Linked DNA regions of Sus scrofa: all the other regions are linked to region 2. A link is a contact called in public Hi-C data. All regions are on one chromosome and are shown on one strand. The core of a region is the stretch at or near the end of the contact, and the rest is flanking DNA. Distances in the headings are between cores, read along the strand shown. Region 1 holds the start of IFT80 (intraflagellar transport protein 80 homolog). Region 2 holds the start of NMD3 (60S ribosomal export protein NMD3). Region 3 holds the start of KPNA4 (importin subunit alpha-3). Region 4 holds the start of TRIM59 (tripartite motif-containing protein 59).

What was found. A called contact is a pair of places that touch in the nucleus more often than the background predicts.
Region 1: a Hi-C map of liver shows a contact between it and region 2, with 7 times the contacts expected there. The contact joins the promoter of IFT80 here to the promoter of NMD3 in region 2. A contact is called at or near these places in 2 of 5 promoter capture datasets (fetal liver and liver), 3 of 47 Hi-C or Micro-C datasets (liver, retroperitoneal adipose tissue and skeletal muscle) and 2 of 2 datasets of contacts at active chromatin or transcription factors (alveolar macrophages and skeletal muscle).
Region 3: a Hi-C map of liver shows a contact between it and region 2, with 4 times the contacts expected there. The contact joins the promoter of KPNA4 here to the promoter of NMD3 in region 2. A contact is called at or near these places in 2 of 5 promoter capture datasets (fetal liver and liver), 7 of 47 Hi-C or Micro-C datasets (heart right ventricle, liver, retroperitoneal adipose tissue and 2 more) and 1 of 2 datasets of contacts at active chromatin or transcription factors (skeletal muscle).
Region 4: a contact with region 2 is called in a Hi-C map of liver, with 5 times the contacts expected there. The contact joins the promoter of TRIM59 here to the promoter of NMD3 in region 2. A contact is called at or near these places in 2 of 5 promoter capture datasets (fetal liver and liver) and 4 of 47 Hi-C or Micro-C datasets (heart right ventricle, liver, retroperitoneal adipose tissue and 1 more).

Annotation. Positions count from the first base shown.
Region 1 is chr13:100,076,423-100,083,072 of Sscrofa11.1, forward strand. IFT80 (intraflagellar transport protein 80 homolog) reads right to left here and starts at 1,726. Exons shown (of 20, transcript XM_021069731.1): 1 at 1,321-1,726. It overlaps SMC4 (structural maintenance of chromosomes protein 4), which reads left to right and starts at 1,727. Exons shown (of 24, transcript XM_005669952.3): 1 at 1,727-1,936; 2 at 3,059-3,202; 3 at 4,085-4,263; 4 at 4,717-4,908; 5 at 6,438-6,614. The coding sequence starts at 3,064.
Region 2 is chr13:100,922,427-100,928,836 of Sscrofa11.1, forward strand. It overlaps NMD3 (60S ribosomal export protein NMD3), which reads left to right and starts at 2,259. Exons shown (of 18, transcript XM_021069741.1): 1 at 2,259-2,415; 2 at 2,984-3,040; 3 at 5,136-5,270. The coding sequence starts at 2,997.
Region 3 is chr13:100,248,529-100,255,029 of Sscrofa11.1, forward strand. It overlaps KPNA4 (importin subunit alpha-3), which reads right to left and starts at 4,549. Exons shown (of 17, transcript XM_021069735.1): 1 at 4,176-4,549. The coding sequence starts at 4,244.
Region 4 is chr13:100,131,481-100,138,091 of Sscrofa11.1, forward strand. It overlaps TRIM59 (tripartite motif-containing protein 59), which reads right to left and starts at 1,637. Exons shown (of 3, transcript XM_005669954.3): 1 at 1,449-1,637; 2 at 405-481.

The DNA of each region.
Region 1 (6,650 bases), core at 476-2,975, 850 kb before region 2:
GATAAATTGTCTAAGTATGTAGACAAAAAAACATGAGATTTGGGATTCTGTTATCTCTTACATCTTTCTACTCCACTGTGCTGTCTCCCAAATACACTACCCAATTTGGTCTAGTCTTTGCATTTCTCTTGGTTAATATCTCTCCAACTCAGGGTTAGTTATGTTTTACAGACTTCAAAAATCCAAAAGATTCCAGATGCTTTCAAAGAGAATTACTACATTTTCCTCGCACACCTACGGGTCAAAATTTTTTTTCATTGAGTTTACTGTCTGTAGTTTGTCCTTCGAAAACAATTTTTTTCAACTTCAAATATAAAGGTATATTACAATAAGGAGTCAATACTTACTCAAACCACACCAGTCTCCCCTCTTCAACAAATTCTTACACTTGTGGGCAGTGGCCTCTACATGTCTTCTTGGGAATCACTGAACCTGAATATGCTCCTCAGGGCAAGGGTCATACATACTTACTTAGAATGACAATTTAAATTCATGCATAAAGAGGATTTATTGGGGGTTTAGTATGTCAGGCACCAAGTATTAAAAAGCTAAAAGGGGGAATAAAAGAGTTCCCAGTTCTCCATGTCAAGTACTTTAGAGCTGCTGAACAAATGCTTATTGGAGGTAGTCAAATCAACCAGTGGTTAACATTTGGGGGATTAGGATCGTGTTTGAGAATTTGATAAAAGTTCTGGGAAACTCCTCAGAAAAATTCACAAGCAGACATAATTCTGTACACAGCTAAAGGGGCAAGGGGTTGGAGATGGAGAGTGGAGGAGAGGTGGTATGAACAATCGCCTACCACCAGATCCATAAACTCCAGGTTAAAAACTCACTAACAAAACTAAATTCTCTGGGAACAGAAATACTACCTTGATAATCTTTCTTATGCCTGACACAGTGCAACGTGTACAAAGCTACTTAATATTTGCTGATCGATAATTTTTTCATAAACATATGATACGAGCAAATCGTTTCTTCTATTACGGAGTCTTTCAGCCAAATAATTTTAAAAGCCAGAAACCCTCTTTCGCTAGTGACGCTAACGACCTAATACTAATAACTCGAAATCCTTATTTTGCTATTTACTACAAGATCATTCACCAATCGAGGTCTTCTCCTTGTTGTCCCCCTACTCTCTCCAAAGACTTAGGGCTTCCTCTGCATCCCAAGAGCTACGTCCAGAGCCCCAGTGCTCCAGGGAGATGGAAAATAACTGATGCTCCAAGCTGCAAACACCCTAAAAGCAGGAAAAGTGGGTCCAGTAATGGCCACAACCTCTAAACTCTTTCCTCACTTCGTCCAGAGATAGAGATTTACCTTAAGTAAGTTCCAGGAAAGCAGTGGCGATCGCTCTCACAGGGGTGCTACCAGTTACCAAGAAGCCTCGGATCTCTTCGTCACCATAGCGACTTCTGAGAGCAGAGCGAACTCCCTCTTCCCGCGATACTTCCCGCCGCGTCACCCGAGCGGGCCCGAGACCCCGCCCCTAGCGAGCCCGCCCTCTTGTTAAGGAGCGTTATTGGGCTTCTGTGCCCGTTGTTTAGCTGTGGGCGGGGTCCCATTCTGTTTTCTTCCTCTTATTCAAAACTCCCAAAACTTTTTAAAAATATATTTTATATGAATGTTGTTGTCCATAGGCCCAAGGAAAACATTGCTTCGCTTTTCTTTTTCACTTAGAAATGTCCTCTGCCGCCAGGGTCCCGCCAGCATTTCGCGCATGCGTGTAAACGACATGAAGATGGCGACCATAATCGCCGCAGTTTTTTCAAATTAGTGGGTCCCAGAAAGCATTGCGCGCATTTGTAACGAATTTCCGTTCGAGTTTGTATTTTAGGCGCCATTTTCGAGTGAAGGACCCGGAGCCGAAACACCAGTAGACGCGGGGGGGTTATACAACCGTTTCCAGCCTTGGTCTGAGTGGACTGTCCCGCAGGTAAAGTACCTCTTTTCCTGGTAGAGTTGTCACACTCTTACTTCCTGCCCCGTCTGCCGGCACCTGGGAAGAAAAGGCCTTGAGCTGGAGCGGCCGAAGTCTAGGCTGAGGCTGCCGCCGGGAGGTTTCTCTCGCTGTCACCCCTCCCCCCTCAGCCTCTCCTCAGCATTCGGGGCTCCCGCGCGCTTCTTCTGGGCGCCACTTCTTTGAGCTACTTGGGCGTCGCTCAGGGGACGCGAGGGATCGGGGCTTAAGCTTCGTGGACTTCTTCTCAGAAAACTTGGTCCCGATCGGACTGTAGGGTTTCCCCTTGCCCCGGCCCCCTGCCTCTCTCTCTCTTCTCCCAAGGGACTGATTACCCGATCTGAGCCCTTACTGGTGACCTTTCCTGGTTTATTGCCTAGCGGGAGTCTGCCGCGGACACCGGAGGTACAAACCCCTGCTGCCCCAAGGTGATTTGAACCGGAGCCGGCACTGCCGGCCTCCGATTTGAAAATCGCGGGGGTCGACCCCATCCACTGGTCCCTATCGGGCAGTCGTGAGGACACCTCAAAGCCCGCGGGCGGTCAAGGGCTCCTAGAGCTAAATGGCGAGGAGAGGATAGTGGGCGGCGAGCAGCCGGTTCTTCGCTGCTCTCGGAAGTTGAGAGCCCCTCAAGCCTAAAGTTAATACGAACTCTTCGCTCTCAAAGTGTGTGCGCTTGTATTCCTAGCCCCGGGAGCGTGGGCATGTCGGTAAACGCCAGTTTACTTCGTTTAGAAATTACGTTAGAATATTCTTATACCCTTACCTTCGTCGGGGGGATGGGAAGGGAACTTTAGAAAATAAAAAGAACTAAGCTTGATTCCCCAAGCACGTCTAAGTTTTCCCACTTGCTTTGGACTTAGGAAAACGGATCCCGCCTTCTTGGCACCTCGAGGGGTTTTGTGCCTTCTTTCTCGAGGACCCGCTGGCGTTGAGCAGGGTTTTTAAACGGGGCTTTCGGAAATAGATGGACGGAATTTTCCCCGGGTTGGGTGGGGTGGAGGCTGGGCCCATCCCACCGCCGGGCCAGCGGAGAATGGACCCTCAAGGTCCTGCGGCTCGCGGGCTGACTTGCCGCCGGCTCTTTCTCGGCCCCAGCGACCATGCCCCGTAAGGGCACCCAGCCCTCCACTGCCCGGCGCAGAGAGGAAGGGCCGCCGCAGTCCCCGGACCGCACCAGCAGCGATGCGCAGCCGGAGTCGCCGCCCGGCTGCTCGGAGAGCCGGGCGCCTGCCACCGCAGGTGAGTAGCAACCGCGGGAAAGCGCATGGGGGATCCGGGTGTGTCCGCGCCCAACCCAGGACTGTCTGGTGTCTTGGGGCGCGGGCAAGAGGGGCTTCGGGGTTGCGGTGCGAACATCTCGTGTCGGTTCCGTAGACCCACTGAAGAAAGCGGTCTGGCGAGTTTCACAGATTAGACTATGCAGTTTCGGTGTAACGGTCCTGGAGGGGGATGGAGGCGAGTAAACAGCTTCAATTCTTAATTTCTGTTTATTGTCTTCTGTTTCCGCGGAAATCGACACTATTAGCCAGTAGTCAGTGGACTTTCTTTCAGACGGAGGCGGCGTGACTGTATGTTACTATGATGAAAAGTTGCTTGACCCTAACTTCACCTCCGTGGTCTTAAATTGTGTTTAAAGAGAAGATGATAATTTGCTCGAAACTACTGTAGTTTTTGTGAGTCCAGGAATTGGGTGACATTATGAAACCCTTGTGACAATGTCGCTTGAGCTCTTGCGTGTCCAAAGTTAAGGCTCCAGGTGCTCAGAGATGTAGAGAGTTGGCTCTAGAGCCATAGGATTTTACTACTTGTTTAGGCAAGGAGCAGGCTATCAAGTAAGTGGTTGTGGTTTCTCCAGATTTGCTTTATGATATAGTGTTTTGACTCCTAAGAGTTATATTTCTATAGAATTTTGTGACTGGTGGCATTTCTTTTAAGATTTTTTTTTACCCGAAAGATTCTCATTCCCTGTGAGTTTAGGATAATGCTATATTGAGTGAAAATAGAGATTCCTAGGTTTCATAAATAATATCTCTCCAGAGATAGCAGGCAGTAGTCCTCCGAACTAATTACACTAATGGAGGCTTTTTTTCCTTTGCCTTCCCTTTCTTTTAACTTACTTAGAGACTCCAAGTGAGGAAATTGATAATAGAAGTTTAGAAGAGATTTTGAGTAGCATCCCTCCGCCGCCGCCTCCAGCAATGACCAATGAAGCTGGAGCTCCTCGGCTTATGATAACTCATATTGTAAACCAGAACTTCAAATCCTATGCTGGGGAAAAAATTCTAGGACCTTTTCATAAGGTATTTGACCTTTTAAAATAACTTTTGTGAGGTAATGGGTCTTTTATTACAAAATGTTTCAATTTCATAACTGTTATATTTATCCTGATTGATACAGACCTTTTGTTTTCCTGTGCTTTAAGAACTGAAATTAGCCTTTGCTTATCTGGTTACCTTTGGTACCTGTTTATAAAATTCTCCTCACTGTATAGAATCAGAGGGGGGTTTGTTCCAAAGCAGTAGTTTCTCTTTATAAAAGTGAATTTTAAAAAATCTGAGTTAGAATTAGGATGTCTTGTTTTAAGGTGTTGAAGCTTGTAATAGAGGAGAACATGATGTATGAAAACTGCTATCTTTTAGCAGTGAAAACTTTTAAACGTTTGTAGTTTTGCTGCAAATTGAAAAAAAAAATTCAAATTAAAATCAGTAGTATTAGGGTGACCTTTAACTTTTTTTTCTGTTCTTTTTATGCAGCGCTTTTCCTGTATTATTGGTCCAAATGGCAGTGGCAAATCCAATGTTATTGATTCAATGCTTTTTGTGTTTGGCTATAGAGCACAAAAAATCAGATCTAAAAAACTCTCAGTACTAATACACAATTCTGATGAACACAAGGATATTCAGAGTTGTACTGTAGAAGTTCATTTTCAAAAGATAATTGATAAGGTAAGGGGCTTTTTAGTTTTTTGCAGCTTCAAGGAACACAAAGGATTTCAATACATTGCACATTTTATTATTTTTGTGTTAAATTGGCTTGTAAAAGTTAATATATGGTTAAAGAAAGCCAATATTGGTCGTGTTATCTCCTTGGCCCTATTTTCTTTTTGAGGAGTGGTTCTGGTGGCCGTTAAACTTAAAATATTAAAATGTTTAGCCAGAGAAATGAATCATAAGTAGCTCATAATATTGCTTACCTTTTTGGAATAAAACATTGAGCAGTTTTAGTCCTGAGTACCAAATAGATATTGTTACTATAAATTTTGTATTCGTTTTTAGAGTAATCTTCTTATTGCTTTTAATTAAATTACCTAAACTTGAAAATGTTAACAGTTGACTCATTTTACCACCTCCATCCCTTCAGTTCACATTAAATTTAATGTTATTAGTAGTTCTGTGTATATGTGACATGAAAGAGCTTTGCTTCAGTTTGAAGTAAACTACCCTTTTAAAACGGGAAGGATAAGCTAACATGTTTGTTTTCTAGAAAAGGAGACAACTATGGGTAAAATGTCTGTTTAGATTATTTACATGGCTCCATTGGTATTGTTTTTTTCCTTTTCTATTTAATAGTTAACTTTGGAAACGAATAGTTCAAAATGACTGGTACCTAAAAATGTAGACAACTGTATAGTGAAATGAGGATATGATTTGGCCTCTAGGTCTTATTTGGGTTTTTTTTTTTTAATTTTAATACAAAGAGCTTTAATTAAATTTACATGGAGGTATGTATTTTGTTTCTTAGTGCTTTTTTATTGTACAGTTTCGGTTGGAAAATAGATTGTCAGCAAATGAGATTTGATTCCATAGCCTATTAATTACATTTGATTTGTGTAAATTTTACAAGCCATTATTTCAAAATGATACAACTTTTAAAGGAAAGTGAGTTTTAATATTAAAGCAGACTTGCACTTCATTTTTTTAAAAATTTAATTTAAAAAAAAAAAAAACCCTGCGTGGTTGTCACCTCGTTGCAGTTCTTTTTACATACAATTAATTGCATAGTCTTCATCAAAAAAAAAAAAAAAACTAAGCTGTATCACCCACTACTTTCCTTTTTCCTTGAATCATCTCTTGCAGCCTTTTTTTTTTTTTTTTATGAACTAGTAATCTGTCAACATGGTTTAATTTGGGTGAGTTTGTTTTGGATATGGTGAAATTCTTGTCCCCCTTCATCAGTTTTTTGCTCAAATATGTTTTTAAGCTTAAAGATGGTGTGTTTTCTTTTTTGTTTGGTTGGTTATTTTGGGTTTTTGTGGACTATGAAGAAAGGATTTTTAAAAATTGGAAAATTGTTTCTATTCTTTCCTATTTTCTTTGCTAAGAAGAGTGTTTCTGAGAGCTATTATCAGTTTATGTGCATGTTCATTGATGTTTTTAATCCATAAAATTGATTTCAATGTGAAGTGAGTGAAATTTGAAGCAAACCTGATTTAATACCAACAATTGTTTTCTGGTTTTGTTTTTCCTCAAAACAGGAAGGGAATGATTATGAAGTTGTTCCTAACAGTAACTTCTATGTATCCAGAACAGCCTATAGAGATAATACTTCTGTTTATCACATAAGTGGGAAGAAGAAGACATTTAAGGATGTTGGAAATCTTCTTCGAAGCCATGGAATTGACTTGGACCATAATAGATTTTTAATCTTGCAGGTAAGTTTATTAAAGAAACATTAGAGGTTCTCTCGT
Region 2 (6,410 bases), core at 1,009-3,508:
CTGTAAAACAAGCTTCAGGAGGGCAGGGACCCATGTCTGTGTTTATCCCTGTTATATATTTAGCACTTAACATGCCTGGCACTGTGGCACTTGGGGCCAAATGAAACAGGGTATAGAAGGAGTGTATTGAGAAAGAAAAAAGGAGCAGTGCTTGACATTCGAAAGCTGGCTTGTACTCACATGTAGGCCACATTATTCTCCTGTTAGGTAATTTCCAGAGTACCAACTCCAGGTAGGTTCTTCTGAGACCATGATAAAATGAGACAAAGCAAATCCTCTGCATGATTGTCTAAGCATAGATAAATACAAGGCCACCATGTCATAGATAAATACATGTCGCCTAAAATACCAAACACTCTCTCTTGGCCAGAATGAGTGACTGATACTTTTTTATTAATTGCTGCTCACCCTTATGCCTTTTTTGCTATCCATAAGATTTATTGAGATATCCAGTCATTGAATTGCCCCTGATTTCTGACAGCATCCAATCTAGAGAAAACACCTGCTTTCTTAGAACATCCTTCCCCAAGTTGCCCAACCAAAGCCCATATTCCATGATAGGTTTTTTTTTCCTAGCACCCTCTTACTGAGACACTCCATGACCCTTCATGGTGTGTTTACATTCTCTTCAATGAATAATAAACACAATCTGCTTAACAACAGTGGTGTTCTTAGTGGTATTTGGCTCATGGGAAATGACTACATGAATGGAAAAAATGGGAAGATAAACAGCATCTCTTCAGAACTGTTTTATCAAGTAGATAATTTACCAACATATATTGAGGGTCTGTTTTGTGTTAAGTGCAAGGAATACTGAGAATAGACCTAGACTGCTCTCCATGAGCTTGAACTTGTGGAACAGTGCTGTTAGCACTCTTACAGGGGCATACACCTCCTGTAAACATTTTATAAGACCATACCTGAAGGAGGAACCTCTATTTCAGACTTACAACTTCCAGACTTACAGCTTCCAGAACTGTAAGATAATAAGTCTGTGTGTTTTTTTAAGCTACAGAATTTGTTATATTTCATTACAGAAACAATGGAAAACTAATACGAGGTGTTTGAGCTTCATCTTTAAGGTCGAGTGTTTCAGATATAAGCAAAGGAAGATTACTTCCTTCAGGACCTGCCAGTTGGTTTGTATGTCTGAGTGCTTAGGAACGTGACAGGTTATGTCATGGTCAGATCCTGAAGGGTCTTTTCTCTATGCAGAGAAATTGGAAATGCTCCAGATCATGACCACTCAAGAATTAAAAAAAGTGGAGTGTAACAAAGCCAAATTTGCATTTGGAAGGATGGATTGGAATCTGGAAATAAGGAGGGGGAGATTACTTAAGTACCCTAGGCAGTAACTTGGGGGTCTTCTTTGTTTTTATTTTTTGTTTTTTGTCATTTTAGGACCATACCTGTGGCATATGGAAGTTCTCAGGCTAGGGGTCCAATCTGAGCCGTTGCTGCTGGCCTACCCCACAGCAATGCCAGATCCTTAACCAACTGGGTGGGGCCAGGGATCCAACCCACATGTTCCTGGGTACTAGTCCGTTCATTACCACCGAGCCACAACAGAAACTCCTGGGAGGCCTTCTTTGATCATGTTCTATAAGATGACCATAATTATTCCTTGAAATTTGGGATTAGAAGACAGAAAAATGATTGCCTTCTTCAAATATTTGAAATATTGTCATGAGAAAGAGTGATTAGACTCTTTCTGATCTGCTCTAGGGTCAAGGTATATATAGTCATAAGGAAATATTTAGTGCACTTTCCGGAAGCACATTCTAATAATTAGATTGGTCTAAAAATAACAAAGACTTCACAAATAATTATTTCTTACATATCCTTCTTTCATCTATTCAACAAATATTCGTTGGAGCAGTTAGGATGTGGCATTAGGAATATAACAGCAAACAAAATAGACAAAGGCACTGCCCTCGATGGAGTTTAATTTCTCTGTATAATGTAGTACCATTTATCTACAACTTTTATATAATCATTTAATCAAGAAGCAAGCTCCGAATAGGGATATCTGAAAAGTGACTTATATACTGGCTTGAGTGAGCTCTGGCCAGGGAAGATCGGGAAGGATGATAACCAAACAGAAGAGCTGTAATGTTTCTTTAAGTCTCAGGCGCCTTAGGACAAGAGAGCCCCACCTCCTCCCCTCCCCCCGCCACTCCCCCTTCTTCTCCCCTTCCCCCTCCCGACTCCTCCCCTTATTCTCCCCACCGCTCGCCACGCCCGCACCTTTCTCCGCCCCCACCCGCTGCTGTGACTCGCTGCTCTCGGCCCGCGGGATCTCGAGCTCTTCTCGCGAGATCGTCACCATCCCGGAGTCAGCTGTGGTGGCCTCTGACTGGGCGTTAAGTGTGCGTTCGTTTTGGGGCACCTCTGGATCTGGCCCAGAGGCATTAAGTAGGTTCTGGGGGCCGAGACCTGGGCTGCAGTCGCGCGGGTCCCTAAGAAGGAAGGGGACAATTCCCTGAGTTGTGGGCCGACCTCGGGCCGCGTGCTCAAAGCGTGTGGGCCGGCAGCCTGGAGCCCGCGTGAGGTGTCACTCTCAGGGTCGGGGTCGGGTGGAGATGGGGGTTGGCCCGCAGGCGCGGTGATACCGCCCGCAGACTCCTGCAGTATGGGTTCTAGGCACTCCCGGTGCCGGCCTGGGGCCGTGGAGTTGGGGGACTGTCAGGGCGGCCGGACCCAGCCAGCCCCCTCTTGCCTCTCCGTGGGTTCGCCCGGGTTGGCGCCAGGTGACGCTTGAGGTCAGCGCCGGGTTCAGTGGCTCGAGGGTTTGTAGAAACCTCCGAAATTCGCTTGGTTCTGTTAGAGAAATCACTTTCTTTCAAAGGTACTAGGTAGAATGTGTTTTTTCTCATTTGTTGCTTTGCGAGGCTTGGCTGCCTTATTCAGAGGCAGAAGATTTGTATAAACGGATGAGTAGACGAATGTCTAAATCTTAACTATTTTCTCTTTTTAAAATCAGGGTATACAGAAAAATGGAGTATATGACAGAATCCATCAACCGTACACCTGGACACATGTGAGTCGCATGCCTTTTCCCCCACTCTCCTTAAATTTCAAAATGTTAAAGTGAGTCTGAAACTGAGTGTGGGCAACGCCTTTCTTTTGAGTGAGGGGATTTTTCTGTCTTAAGTGGGAAAAATGAAAAACTATTTCTTGAGAAAGTCGAATTCAGTTTTCACTGGAAAGTTTGTGGTGGTAAATACTGCTTTTAAGAGTGTTAAAATAGTCACTATACATTCTGCTAGATTGGCATCAGCCATAGACTATACGTAGCTTTTTAAATTTTAAGTAATTAAAATGTAGTAAAATTAAACACAGTTCTGGAGTTCCCGTCGTGGCGCAGTGGTTAACGAATCCGACTAGGAACCATGAGGTTGCGGGTTCGGTCCCTGCCCTTGCTCAGTGGGTTAATGATCCGGTGTTGCCGTGAGCTGTGGTGTAGGTTGCAGACACGGCTCGGATCCCACGTTGCTGTGGCTCTGGCGTAGGCCGGTGGCTATGGCTCCGATTCGACCCCTAGCCTGGGAACCTCTATATGCAGCGGGAGCGGCCCAAGAAATAGCAACAAAAAAGACAAAAAAAAAAATTAATCACAGTTCTTCTGTCTACTATCCACATTTCAAGTCCTCAGCCGCCACATGTGCCCAGTGGCGACAGTTGTGAACCTCAGAGGGTATTAGAATACTTCTTTTGGATAACATCAGTGATTCTTAAACACTTTCTGTCCCCAGTACAACTATGGTTATGATGCTTCCATCAGTTACACAAAAGAAGTAGACATGATACTTTTTACATCCTTTTTTTTTTTTTTAATTGTCTTTTGTCTTTTTAGGGCCACACCTGTGGCATATGGAGGCTCCCAGGCTTGGGGTCAAATTGGAACTGTAGCTGTCAGCCTACGTCAGAGCTGCAGCAATGCCAGATCCCAGCTGTGTCTGCCACCTACACCACATCACAGCTCATGGCAACACCGGACCCTTAAACCATTGAGCGAGGCCAGGGATCTAACCTGCAACCTCATGGTTCTTAGTCGGATTCGTTTCCACTGCACTGTAATGGGAACTCCTTTGACATCCTTTAAAAATTCTTTTGGCGTTCCCTTTGTTGCTCAGTGGGTTACGAACCCAACATAGTATCCTTGAGGATTTGGATTTAATACCTGGCCTGCCTCAGTGGATTAAGGATTCCACGTTGCTGTGGTGTAGGCTGGCAGCTGCAGCTCAGATTTGACCTCTAGCCGGGAACTTCATATGCCACAGGTGCAGCCCTAAAAAAAAAGGAAAAACAATTTTTTTTCTGCTTTGGGGTAAATTTTTACATTTTGACAGGCCCTGTGTTATACTGAGGCTTTAAAAAAATTGCCTTTGGGAGTTCTAGTTGTGGCGCAGCAGAAATGAATTGAACTAGCATCCATGAGGATGTGGGTTCAATCCCTGGCCTTGTTCAGTGAGTGGGTCTGGGATCTGGCATTGCCGTGGGCTGTAATGTAGGTCACAGGCGCAGCTTGATCCCTCGTTGCTGTGGCTGTGGTGTAGACCGGAAGCTACAGCTCCGATTTGACCCCTAACCTGGGAACTTCATATCCCGTGAGTGTAGCCCCCCAAAAAAGCAAAAAAAATTACTGCCTTTTGACTATAAAGCTGTCTGATGATTACTATTAGCAGTAATTTAGACCTTCTATGTCCTTTGCACATTAACCATATTTTTAGGATTTTGGGGATTGTGGTCATCTCTGGTTTTTTTGTCTCCAATAGGCCAAGGTTTTTTATCTGCTACATCTTTGGAGATTGCTTTAAGTCTGTTTTTTAAAAAGGGCAGAGATATTATAGCCTATTTTTTTATATTTTTATTGAAGTGTAGTTGATTTATAATTTGTGTTAGTTTTTGGCATACAGCAAAGTGATTCAGTTTTTTATACACGTATATGTACATAATTACATATATATAATGGTTTATTACAAGATATTGAATATAATTCCCTGTGCTATACAGTGAGACCTTGTCTATTTTATATATAGTAGTTTGTATCTGCTAACCCGTTTGATAGCTTTTTAATTAACCAGTGCACTTACAAAATCTAATTTTGAAAATGTATGCTTTATTTATTTAAGCCTGTGCTGCGATTGTGGTGTCCCAATTAGTCCAAATCCTGCCAATATTTGTGTGGCTTGTCTGCGAAGTAAAGTAGATATCAGCCAAGGCATTCCAAAACAAGTTTCTATATCTTTCTGCAAACAGTGCCAAAGGTATGGTTCTGTACTATTTTATACTACTTAGAGTTGCGCCACCAGGGTATACTGAGATTATGCTAAAATACATGGGATAAAGTGCATGAAATTGAGATTTAAGCTTTATTTATGTTGGTGTAGCTAGAGGTTTTAGAATTTGTAATTTTGTAGTATACTTTCCTAGTTTACCCTACTAATTTGGCAACATTTGTGTAAAGGTATTTGAATCTTGAATCTGTTCTTTTTCTGTTAAGGGATTAATAGGTTGATATATACAATTAATAGATGCAAGTTGATGTTTTTAAGGGTAAAAGCAGATTTTAAAGACATTAGTGTTAATTACCATGAAGTTTTTGTTTTTACCTTCAATTACTAGGAGCCATGTATGATTAAAAAGCACCTTATTTTTAAAGTAATTCAGCAGTGTATTTTAAAAATTGTATCTATTAATGTTCCCACGAAACTAAAATGACTATAGTTGATGGAAGAAAAGCTCAGTATATCATATCTAGGATAATCTAGGATGAAGACTGGATTTGAAGGCAGAGTTCTGCAAGTTAGTGATTTACCTCCTTTATTTTCTTTAGTTGTTGGCATAAACAACGTATCTAGTAGGCCACTGAATAACACAAAACTGCCCATTGAAACGCCCATAAAGTTATATGCCTTTGATTTCCTGAATGGATTAGGACTCTAGTGGTTCTTAACTTTTTTGGGGGGTGGGGGAAGGGGACTCATGAATCTCTTTAAGAATTTGAAAACTTCATGTCCCCAGAATAATACATAAAACATGTGCATGTATGTAAACACTTGAAACTTGTGTACTGTTTCAGGGAGTTTATAGATTGTAAGTTTACTAAGGCAGGTGTGAGACTTAATCTATAATAAACATTTGCCGTTAGGAGCATTGTGTATTCAAAAAAAAAACACTGGATGAAGAATAAGGAGACAGCTGTCTTGAATTTTTCACAAACTAGTTCTTTGACACTCTTGGCCACTTAACCTCTCTAAGCCTTAATTTCTTCATCAGAACAAAGAGACTTGCCGTGGGAGCGGCCCAAGAAATAGCAAAAAAGACCAAAAAAAAAAAAAAGAACAAAGAGACTTTATTAGGGGATATATAAGCCCTTTCTAACTCCAAAAACATGCTTATAACAA
Region 3 (6,501 bases), core at 3,299-5,798, 670 kb before region 2:
TGTTGGGTGGACAATCACAAGTTTTCAATTATGCAGTATTTTACTATTCTTTTACTTTCAGGGTGTTCTTCTTAAAGTAGTTTTTTTTATAAGATCTAATTATTTTTCTAATATAACTTAAGCTGTATTCAAAAACAGATAATCTCAAAACTTCTATAAAAACTATGCAGGTTTATCAGAAAGTCTACAAGAGAATTCCCCCTCTACTTTAAAACATAATCTAAATGCACTTAATTTGCTTTACTCTGACACATTTTTGTATTTGAAATTTGGTCATTACCTATTTCCTGTGTTGTACTGTGCATACCCTCTTTACGGTTACCATCTCAAACTAATAATGATGATCCTCTACCATACCATGCAAAACAAGCCACACCTTGAATATCATCTGACAGTTTCTATGTTAATTAATTGATTCATTCATTCATCGATTTTTGTATGGCCCTGTCCATGGCATGTGGAAGTTCCCAGGCCAGGGATTGAATCGGTGCCAGGAGTGACAATGCCAAATCCTGAACCCACTGTGCCACAAGGGAACTCCAGAGTTTTTATGCTATTTTAAATGGCTACTGACATATGCCTTCTTTAAAGCTTTTATTTTTCAAGAAGTTATTAGCATGACCATATTTTAGAAGAGCCAGAATGGTAAAATGAAATACAGGAATGAATGCTATGGAATCAGTTTCAACTCTAATACTCAGAAACTGACTTTAGAAGGGTCACTAATTTCCTGTGCCCAAACTGCCCTTCAATGAGCAACTACATATCTCTATATTAAAAATGTTCCCCATTAATTTTAAATTCAGCATAAGTTACATATGCACACAGAGAAAAAAACAAAGAACCAACCACAAATAAGGGAGTAAAAGAATAAATTCCACTGAATCCTATTGTCCCCTTCCTCTCCCTAAACAGAAAAGGAGAATGTGATAAAATGCTCAGAGAATCACCAAGCATCGTCCTAACATTAACTTATTAATCTTCACAATACCCATGAAGCAGATGTCAAGCACCTCCAGTTTTAAAGAAAAAGCCATAAGACTGATTCTTCCAAGGTCACACACAAAGAGATTAGATTAAACTAAATTCTAGGACTCTGTAGTCTTCATAATTTGGAATCAAACAATGTTAGATCAAACCAAAAAATACTACAATTACCTCACTCTATATGCTATCCTATCAGTGCTGTCCAATAAGGTAGTGACTAGGAACACACAGCTATTAAGCACCTGAAATGAAGCCAGTCCAAACCAAGACATGTTTTAAGTGTAAAATACAGATCAGATTTTGAAGTCTTGTATGAAAGAAAAACATGAAATAGTTCATTAGATTTTTTTACATTGATTACATGTTGCAATGGTATTCTGGACATATTTGTTTAAATAAAATTCATTGGACAGCACTGGTCCATATTTCAAGACCTTCCAATGAAACATGTCACTGTAAGACATAAATCAAAAAGCAGTATTTTCTTAGAATTTCTTGTAGCACAACATATAAACCATATTCTGAGGAGGAAATGGGCAAAATTAGTGTGTTTTGAGAGACATAGGCGTATATGTAATAAACATATAAAACAGATCATTCTAGTGTTCTCTAAGGATAATAAAAGATGTTTCTATCTCATTACAGGCATGTCTGACTTCAAATAAATCACAAATAAGAAAGTATGACTTTCTATTAAAGTCATATTCCATTTCCTTAGATGAAAATGTGAAAACATTCATATTCGTAATGTACACATAGGATTATCAAAGTCACCAAAGGATGCCCACAAGGCACAATAAGCTCCTCAAAACCCCCCATCTACTGTATTATTTACAGGTATTAAAAAATATATAATATTGTTCTAATACAGGATCAGCACTTAATTCTTATTTTGACTAAAGCAGTAAGAGATACACAGTAAAAGGAAACATTAATTTAAAAAATAAGGATCACCCGAAAAGTTTGGCAGCCCCATAAAAAGTTATACATAAAATAATTCATGAGCCAGTAATTACATTCCTAATAATTCTATTCCTAGTACATAACCAAAAAGAAATGAAAACATAGGTCCACACAAAAATGTGGAGATAAATGTTCAGAGAGCAGCACCATGCATAACTGTAAAAAGTGGAAACAATGCAAATGTCCATCAACTAAGGAATGGATAAACAAAATACAGTATATCCATACACTAGAATATTCATCTATAAAAAGGAATGAAGCACTAATAAACATTCTTGTTACAATGTGTTACGAACCTTGAAAACATTATGCCACCTAAAAGAAGCCAGTCACCTATTGTGTAACTCCATTTATACGAAATACCCAGAACAGGCAAATCTGAAAAGACAGAGAGTGACTGCTAGTGAGTTTGGTTGTCTTTCTGGGGTGATGAAAATGTTCTGAGACTGATTGTGCTGATGGTTGCACAACTATGTGAAAACTCCAGAAGCCACTTCAAATGGGTGAACTGTATGGTATGTGAATTAGATCTCAATGAAGCTGTTTAAAAAAAAAAAAAAAAAATGCAGCCAGAAATGTAGGGGTGGGGGTGGGTGGGATGAGAAGGATTTATCACACATTAATTGCTATTTTTATGGATTTTGTAACATTGTGGCATTTATTTTTCGGGGGTTTTGTAATTTGTAATTCCCCCCTCTTTTTAAATATCCGTATTAGTTTAAAATTTTCTTCATCAGATCATCACACAACTAGGTAAACTTACTGAAGATCACAAGTTCTACATTTAAATGGCGATTTCTCTGGCACGTGAATGACCTCAACAAAAATGTTAACATTTTTTTCATTAAAAAAGAGAGTATAAAAATTGTCTTATGTTAACCTTAGAACAATCACAGAATCAACCAGATACTTATATAATCCTTCAAACTAGGAAACCCACTAAAACAGCACTAGCTACCTTAGAGAGTGAATAGCTTTATGGAGAGCCCCCCAAATAGTTCCTCAGTCAAGCAAATGCTCAGAGTTCACAAACAGATGATGGGAATTTCAAGATCTCAGTATAAAAAAGTACAAAGAAACAATATAAAAAAATACTACTTGACACTTTCTCTTAAAAGTTAAACTCTTGATTCAGAAGAGAATGGAAATATCAAAAAAATGTATTTACCTAGACTCTTAAAACTGAAGGGAAGAAGTCTTCTATCAAAAATCTGTGATTTGTGTGTGTGTTTAACCTGCACACCTTCTGTAGCCTAAGAACCTCAGGAGCAGCTGTTACCTAAGATAATGAAGGGTTTTTTTTCATCCTTTTAAAATAATAAAAATGTGATGGTGCCATTCCACAGCCCACCCATCCCCCACTACCACCACCTGCAGGTGGAGGGAAAGGATACTGTAGACTAGAGGATGACAGCTTTGTATAACCCTTTGGACTTTATGAGTAAGAATGCAGCTGCTGGTCTCTCAGGAGGGGGTAAAGAGATTTGTGAACAAGCTGAAATAAGGGGTATCCTCTGCCTAGAAGAGGGCACACCGTGAGCCACATCTTGAATCAACTATATCCACAGTAAAACACAGGCCGCTGGAAGGCACTGTTAGCATCACCAGGATGGCCTCTCACGCCGGGGGTGTTTTTTTCAACGGAGAAGTTGACTCCTGTAGTTTGGATATTGGAGGGAGGCAGGGGTAAAGCGGGAGTCGGGAAGACCAGAAAAAATGCCTTTAAGTGGAGACGACTCGGACCTCGCTGAGGAAGTTCCGAGCCCCACTTGGTCGCCACACGCCCGATCTCCCACCTCCCACCGCCCTCCTTCCCCCTGCGCCAGACGTCGGTGCGGGAGCGAAAACCGGAATCTCCGCCGCTACCGGGGTAGGGGCCGCAGCCCTGCCCGGGCAGCGCCGCACACGCACGCCTCCTCCGCACTCGCCGCACCCGGCCTCCCAGTCGCGCTGCCTAGCCCCTCGCACTCGCGCCGGGCCGGCTCCGTGGGGCAGGCCTAGGCCGCGCCGGCCGTACCCCGGCACACCTCGCTCGCCGGCAGAGGTGGACCAGGCCCTAGACAAACTTCCCGGCGCGTTAGCACAGGCGTCACGGACTGGCCGGCCCCCAGCGCCATTCCCCCGCGGCCCGGCAGCGGCTCCCGCCCCTACTCCCTATACTCCGAGTCCCAGCGGAGACGACCCGAGGCCCACGGCCCCCACCCCTCCTGCGCCCCCGAGTTTACCTCCAAGTCGCGGCCTTTGTTCTTGAAATTTTTGAGCCGTTGGTTGTCCAGTTTCTCGCTGTCCGCCATGGCCGGGCCGGTGACTCCTTCCCCCGCCCGGGCCCCGCGGGATCCGCCCCAACCACCACGCCGCACCGACACTCCCAGGAACCGGGCCGCCGCCTTAGCTGCTGTGCTCGCCTCGCCGCCGCTTCCTTCCTCCTCACACCTGCCTCCGCAGCGGCCTTCTCCTCCTCTCCCGCCCGTCCCCCCCCCCAAGCCCTAACCCTTGCGCGACAGCAGCTCGGGAGAAGACAACTGCGGGGCCGGGCGGCGGCAACGGCGGCGGAATGTGCTGCCGGCTGAGAGGGGGAGGCAGCCTCGATCTGAGGGCCCCGGCGCCGCGGCCACGCCCATCACCGCCAGCCCAGCTTGCCGATTGGCCAACCAGACCCCGGTGCGCTCGACCAATCAGAAAGAACGATGGAGAGCGGGGGCGGAAGAGAGAACGGAAAGGGGAAGCGGGCGACTCTGGGAGGAAGGGGCCGGGGGGCCGGGCCAGGAAGGGAGGGGTGCGGCGGGGGCAGAGCTCGGAGGGACCACGTGCCTCCGGAGGTTAGGGGAAGGAACCGAAAGAGAATTGGAAAGGTTGAAGGGAGGCGGGAAGGCGAAGGGGACTCGCAGGAAAGAGTTGGTTTGCTTTTTGTTTGTAGAGCCCGCCCCAGACGTCTGGGGTCCGGGGTCGAAGCCGAGTTAAAGTACGTTCTTTTCGGTGCACCTTCTCTTCCAGGACATTCTTTGCGCGTTCTGCTGACTTTAGAGTAAGTGCAATCTGCGCTTCGGCTCCATCCCGGGTCCGGACTCCTCCGCTCCTTTTGGCCGAGCTCCATACCCTGGCAGTGGGTCCCTGCTTTCTGGGGGCCCAGCCGCGGGGCCTGGACTGACCAAAGTGACGTGCCTTTGCGAGGCGCAGCGGAAAGCGGGAGGGACATTGGGTGAAAGGACGCTTTAGACAAATGTGATTCATGCCCTCTAATCAAGTTCCCTCAACAGGTGAGAACTTGGAACGTTCTGATGATCCTTTGGTGTACCACCTCCTAGATATTTTGTCTTCGAAAGTTAAAGGAGCTCCCTGGCCACAATGTACTAACTTATGGAAGGCAAGGACTGTGGTACCTGACAGAGAAAATGTAATATTGTACTTCTGTTGAGAAAGGAGATGAGTTCGAAAGATATACATCTTTACCAGGAGTGTTATTATCAGAGGCAGAAATAACACAAGCTGTAAAAGAACATAATACCATATTTTAAAGAAGGAGAGAAAATGGGTTAGAAATATATTTAAGTACAATTGATAGCGCCTCAGATGTACAGGGAAATGTGAAGAAGTCAGCAGTAACTGAGGTCAGAAGGAAAGCAGGGCTGGGATTGAGGACGTTTAGAAGACTTGGGTGTGTTTAAATTTGGCTAGATAGGGAGAGGCGACCCTGATTTAAAGTCCTTTGAGAACTTTTACAACCTCGCCCCCTTCGCTCCCACTTCCATACGATTTTTTCTTTTTCTCTCTCTCTTTTTTTTTTTTTTTGTAGTAGAAAGTTTGGCGATAAAGCGTTTAAAATGAGAATAATACCTTTAAAATTCTCAATTCTTTGTGTACTTTCCGCTGCCTAGGCAAACAGAAGCTGTACCTGGAAATAATTGACACTGAAGGTTAACTTGAATGTAAATTCAATGCTAAGATTTTAAGTTTAAAACGTTGTTCATTGCAAATCTTTATTCTCCAAAGAATCATTTAATTGAAGTAACATTGCACATTGTAGAATTGTTTTCAGAATGGGTTTAGGATAAGAAAATTCAATTCAGAATCCTGTAGTACTAGGGTGTGATCACAGTTGTCTACTAAGACAGATGCAATACAAACAGTAAATAACCACAACTTGTAATTTTGCTTTTTTAAAATTTGTTTACTATCTGAAGTCTCTCTCCTTTAGACAGTGATCTCTCTGAAGTTAAGGACCATATTTATTTTGTTCTCTGTATATCTGGCACCTAGGTCTTGGCACGTGTAACTCAGTGACTGTCAAAGGCAGGACTTAAATCTGTGGAGAGTGTATGTTCCAGAAGTTAAAAACAAGCTAACACTTCTTGATTGAAAAGGTGATTGAGTTGTTAACCGTTTCTAATCTACACTGGGTTCCTTTTAAGAATTCTTAGTTTGAATTCATGCTCATTCCAGGGTTAAAGTTCAGGGAGTAGATCAGACATAGGTTTCAGGGCACACCCCTCCCCCCCACATGTTTAAAATTAGCTGTGACACACTTTTCTAATACAAATTATTATAATGCTT
Region 4 (6,611 bases), core at 387-2,886, 790 kb before region 2:
CATTCGGAGGTCTTGCTGCTGGCCTATGCCAGAGCCACAGCAACACCAGAGCAGAGCCGCATCTGCGACCTACACCGCAGCTCCTTAACCCACTGGGCGAGGCCAGGGATCGAACCCGAAACCTCATGGTTTCTAGTCGGATTCTGTTTCCACATATCCTTTTAAAATTTCTAGGAGGACAAACAAAACAGTTAATAGTGACTAACGACTAACTTTAAGCTATAGATCAGATTAGGGAGTTGTTTACTTTTCACTTTATGCTCCATCTATATGTTTGCATTTTATACACCCACCAACATATCTTTTTTCAAAAGATTTAAATTTTTCACCTTACAGTTTGTCATACACTCAGTAAAAATTTACTGAAAATTTCTTTGATATTCACTTAATTTCCCAGAACTTACCACTTTGTTGACCTTCTGGTTTGAAGACTGAATATACTCTATCTTCTCCAACTTTTTCAGATGGTTTTATTCTTATTCTAAAATAAAAATAACTTTAATGTTCTGGATTTACATTCTCAAAAAAATACATTAAATACGATATCATAGGGAATGGCTGTTATTTCACTGCCTTTGATGTTTATGCTCTCTAAGCCTGTGTTTTCAGAAAAGTAGTGACAAACATCAAAAGCTGTGGAGCAGCAGGAGCGGCACCAACTGCACCTGGAAAATCCCAATAATCCTGTGACCAAGTAAGTTGTCACAAAGGACCTCTTATTAGAGCGTCAACTAACTTCGGAGCTCTTGAAAATATTCGCCAACAATGGTGATGAGGGAGCAAATATTCACGGTCATTTCAGACTGCTGAAAGCTAGTCGGAAGACAAGAAGCATCCATTTAAGTGAAGATTTTTGCCAGCTTAAAATTATAAATCTTGATTTAGGTTATTCCCATCAATACGTCTGTTCATCTCTTGGTTCAGCCATTTAAATGTTGAGAGATCCTGGGTCAGTTTTACTTAATGCCTCTCAAAACTGAGGTCTCACATCTGTAAAATGGGCATAATTACACCTACTCCTGTTAAATCCAATGAGAACCTCTCGAAAAGAAGAGGCCTAAAACAGCGCTACCCTTCCCATCCCCTACCCCAAAGCTAAGGGCAACTCCCCCCCTCCCGCCGCGGGGTCTCTCTCCCAACGCCCCGGCTCCCTCGGCTCCGAATCCCCGCGAGGTCTCCCAGCTCGGCGGAGCCCCGCTCCTCCCACCCTCACGCCACAGAAGGGTCCTTCCTCACGAAAACGCAGTTCCACACCGGAAGGGGGCAAAGAGGTTCTTCAAACGCTGCACCTGGGACGAACGAGAAGCGATGCGGCACCCAAGCCAGCCCTCTCCATCATTAAGCCCCTCGACTCTCCTCCAAACCCCGCAGGACACCAGCCTGCGCTACAGGGGAAGAGAGGGACCCAGAGCCGCCATCTCCAAAAGAAGAGAAGCTCTTAGACTCACCGTGGAGACGAGCGAACCAGGTACCTCCACCGGCTGAAACAGCTCCACAACCTGCAGTGTGAAGCTAAGACCTGCGCAGCGTACCCGCCCTCCTCCGCCCTGAGGGCCTTCAGGTGCCCAGACGGGGCGGGGCTCACGAGCCTTACAACGCAGGCGCAGTGTCCCGGCAACCTTCAACTGCGTGGCACCAGCCAATGGGAAAGAGCGCGGGGCCGTGGTTCGAAAGTAAACTGCCGACAGCTGGGGCCGGGCGGGGCGGGGGCGTGATCGCGTGGGCTGGGCGCGAGGACGGGCGTGGTTTCTGCGCCTGCGCACTATGCATGGGTTGCCACCCGGGAGCTAGGCAGGCGCGCAGCAGGGAGCCCTTCTGGCGGCGTTGACTCCTGCCTTGGAGGGCAACTGGGCGGTGTTGCAGGAGAGGCGGGGTCTAGCGGAGGCCGATGTTTTTTATAAAAAAGCTTCATACCACACCTTATTTAACCTGGATTTAAGCCGGCACGTCGTAAATGTAGACTTTAAAGGGCAGCGTCTTTCATCTGACCTCACAGGTTCCCTGAGCCCTGAGGGCAGACGCACCCCACTGGGCAAGCTCTGTCTTCTCCTGAACCCTGGTTTCCTTTTGTTTAGGGACTCTGGACACATAAACCCACCAAAGTAGTTGGTTCTAGCAAAGGAGGAGGGGGCTTCTGATTATTGAGAATTCTCGTGTAGTTAAAGAGAGCCGACTCTGGGAGAGCTAGTGGGACCTTAGGATTCAGGATCTCCCTGCATCTCTCCTTACTCTTCCTCCCGCTCCCCAGCCCCGCGCCCTCTTTCCACGCTGTGAAATTATTGCCTGGAGATGGCTGTTGCGCAGAATTCCTGACTTCCAATTCAATTTCTCCACCAAGTTCCTATTTCACTTTCTTAGTCCCAGACTCAGAAAACGCACAGTTCAGTAAGTCCTTTACCCTTTTTCTTGAGAAATCGTATCCAGCTGTATGTGGCTCAAGACAAACTCATCACAGCTTGCCTCTCTTAACAGCAGATAGAAGTCGATCACGTGTGCAAAATAGAACTGTTAGCCTCCATATACTGTGTATTGCCAGTACTTTCAGATCTTATGCTCTTATGCAGTAAATTACAGAAAAATAGTAAACAGAATAAATCACACTAAGGTAATAGCAGTGAGTCTTGAGTCAACCTCCTATATGTTTACCAATTCAGCTACTGAAAAGATTGCTTATGATGTGTGGATTCCACTGTAATGTGGTGGAATATATACATGTAGGCTTTATTGTGCACACAAATTTTTTATTTAAACATTGGTGTCATCCTGATAAGGAGTTTTCCTTTTTGTCAAAGCAATACGTTAATATCTTTCCATAGCAATAAATGCAGCATACTTTTATATTATTTTCTCTTTTAAAAAATGTAAGAGTGGGCGTTCCCGTAGTGGCTCAGTGGTTAATGAATCTAACTAGGAACCATGAGATTGCAGGTTCCATCCCTGGCCTCGTTCAGTGGGTTAAGGATCCCGCGTTGCTGTGAGCCGTGGTGTAGGTCACACACGTGGCTCGGATCTGGCGTTGCTGTGGCTGTGGTGTGGGCCCGCGGCTACAGCTCCCATTGGACCCCTAGCCTGGGACTTCCATGGGCAGCGGGTGCAGCCCTAAAAAGGAAAAAAAAAAAAAAAATGTAACGGTGATGTTAACTAGGGACCTTAGGTAATTATGATGTAGGTTCTTCACTTTTAACAAATGCACCACTCCAGAGAAGATATTGATGACGGGATGAACTATGCATGGAGAGGGAGCAGGAAATGCATGGGAATTCCCTGTACTTTAGCCTCAGTTTTGCTCTGAACCTAGATAAAAGTCTTGATGATTTTTAAAATTTTAATCATTAATGTCTTAATATTTTTTAATTTTAAATAATTTTTTGAACAAACAAGCACAAGCAGATACTAGTACTTTTTTTTTTCTTATTGCTCTTATTTCTCACACAAAGCCAGCATACTTTTTTTTTTTTTTTTTTTTTGGTCTTTTTGCCATTTCTTGGGCCGCTCCCGCGGCATATGGAGGTTCCCAGGCTAGGGGTTGAATCGGAGCTGGAGCCACCAGCCTATGCCAGAGCCACAGCAACACAGGATCCGAGCCGCGTCTGCAACCTACACCACAGCTCACGGCAACGCCGGATCGTTAACCCACTGAGCAAGGCCAGGGATCGAACCCGCAACCTCATGGTTCCTAGCTGGATTCATTAACCACTGCGCCACGACGGGAACTCCTAAATAATTTTTTAAAATGTAAACCCATTACAGTTAAAATGGATAAATATGGCTGAATAATGCTTTGAGTTACATTTTTTCTACCTGTTTTCTCTCTACATTCCTTAACTAAAAAAAAGTTTTTTTACTATAGCAAGAAATAGTTATCTCTTACTACTCTTTTTTTTTTTTAATTATTCTATATAACTGAGCTTTCTCTTACTATTCTTAACTGGCTTTTGTTTTCCAAAAATCTCAATCCGGGTGTTCTCTTGTGGCAAGGGGGTTAAGGATCCGTCACTGATGAAATGGATTAGAGAATTACACAAGACTAGCAAAATAAAAACTATGTGAATTATTTGTAAGAAAAAAATCTTAAAATTCAAAATGTTTGGATAATTAAAATAAATATGATGATGGTACAACAATTACGAACAGAATGTCCTAGAACATTGGATATTAAGTGCCTAAATTAAGAGATCTCTAAATGTATTTACACAATTGAGCATGTAAAAAAAAAAAAAAAATTTGACATATGATCCAGCAATTCCACTTCTCCGAAGGAAATGAAAAAAAAAACAAAAACTGCCTTGAAAAGACATCTGCATCCCCTTGTTCATTACAGCATTATTACAATAGCCAAGACATGGAAAAAAACCTGAGTTTGCAACCTACCTCACAGCTCACAGCAATGCCGGATCCCCCACCAACTGAGTGAGGCCAGGGATGGAAACTGCATCCTCATGGATACTGGTTGCGTTCCTTTCTGCTGCACCACAAACCAATATTTGTTTTTTGCCTAAGTTCACAGTGGGAAAGATACAAAGAATACAGGTCTTGTACTCAAGTTGCTTTTCTAAGTGAACACCGAGATATATTTAAATGATAATATCAGATAAAATGTAACTGGAGTAATTGTACAAGGAGTCCAGATCTGAAGCCATGGAATTCCTCAGATTGCTGGTGACTAGTGACCAGTTAAATGGAGCTGCACATAGGTGACCTGAGTTCCATAGAAGGGTTTCTATAGTAGATACAAATCAGAATGTCTGCCCACCTCACAATTAGATCCTTATTGGTCGTAACTGTACTACACCACCTTTTCTCTGTTTCCTATATTCAGAGTGGTTGGATTTGCAGCAAGCAAGACAAGTCTGAGATTGACTAATGTCTTCCCAACCCTGGTTGGTATCACAGCTGAAAAATCAAGAAACATTCATCTTTTTAGAGTTCTGTTGTGGCGCAGTAGGTTAAGGATCCAGCATTGTCACTGCAATGGCTAGCTTGGGTCACTGCTGTGGCATGGATTCGATTGCTGGCTGGAAAACTTCTACATGCCTTGGGCGCAGCCAAAAAAAAAAGAAAGAAAGTTTTAGAGACAGGGGAATAAAATATGTCTGTTGTTCAAATCCTCTCCTGAGCCACTGCCCTATTCTCTTTTAAAGGAGAAAGATGAGGACTTTTCTAGTTACGAAGTCCCCTCTTACTCGACACATGACAGTGTACACATAATCCTACATATTCAGAATGGCAAATGCCAAATATACATGTGTGCTAAGGCCCTAAAATAGTTTATATGAATGGTAATATATAGCTCATTTTCTTTCCTTTTCGGGATGCTCTTAGTGTTTATAATAACCAGAATTCACTTTTTTTGTTTAACATTTAGGCAAGTTTGGACATAGAAGTATATGTTGTGATCCTTCTTGTAACCTGCCTCATTTCTGAGATTTTTCTAGCAATATATGAGTAAACACCAATAAATTTTAGAGAAAGCATTCAAAAGAGTAAGAGGTTGTCATCTCACATATGCAATAAAATTAATTACAATGGCTAATGTTTACTGAGCACTTACTAGGAACTAAGCAGTGTACTAAGTAATTCATTATTTCACTTAATCCTCAAAACCATTCTATAAAGTAGGTACTATCCCCCCCCTTCTTTTTTTTGGGGGGGGGTTTGCCATTTCTTAGGCCGCTTCTGCAGCATATGGAGGTTCCCAGGCTAGGGGCAACGCCCACTAAGCAAGGCCAGGGATCGAACCCGTAACCTCATGGTTCCTAGGTAGATTCGTTAACCACTGCGCCACGACAGGAACTTCTCCCTTTTTTTAAATGGATGCACCCACAGCATGTGGAAGCTTGATCCCAGGCTATGGGTCAAATTGGAGCTACAGCTGACGCCACATCCACTGCAACACCAGATCCAAGCTGCATCTGCAACCTGTGCTGTAGCTTGTGGCAACACTGAATCCTTAACCCACTGAGGAAGACCAGGGATCGAACCCCCATCCTCACAGACATTTTGTCGAGTTCTTAACCCACTGAGCCACAATGGAACTCCTATTTTTAAACTTTAAAATGAAGCACAAAAAAAAAAAAAAAAAAAACCAAAACAAACAAGGCCTCTTTATCCTAACTTTGCAAAAGAGGGAACTAAATGTCAGCAAGATGAAATAGCTCCCTTGGGGCTACCCAGCGTGGTTCTCTGATCCCAAAGCAGGTGCTGTTCACATCAGGCTGCATGGTTTCATTTTCTTCCTCACCTTCTGCACTGCTCTCCTAGGGCTGCTATAACAAATCAATTAAAAAAATCAGTGAATTGAAACTAGAAATTTATTCACCTGCACCTTTGGAGGCCAAAGTCCAAAATCAAGGTGTCATCAGGGCTGTGCACCCTCTGAATGCTCCAGATCATACTCTGTCCTCATCTCTCTCAGCTCTGCTGGCTCCAGGAGTTCCCTGCCTAGTGGATGCATAACTCCATCTTAGCCTCTCTCTTCACTTTGGCCATCTTCTCTGTGTATCTGTCTTCTCCTTTTCTGTCCCATTTAAGGACACATGTCAGGGTTCCCTGGTGCTCAGCAGATAGAGGATCTGGGGTTGTCACTGCTGTGGCAAGTGTTTTATACTGGC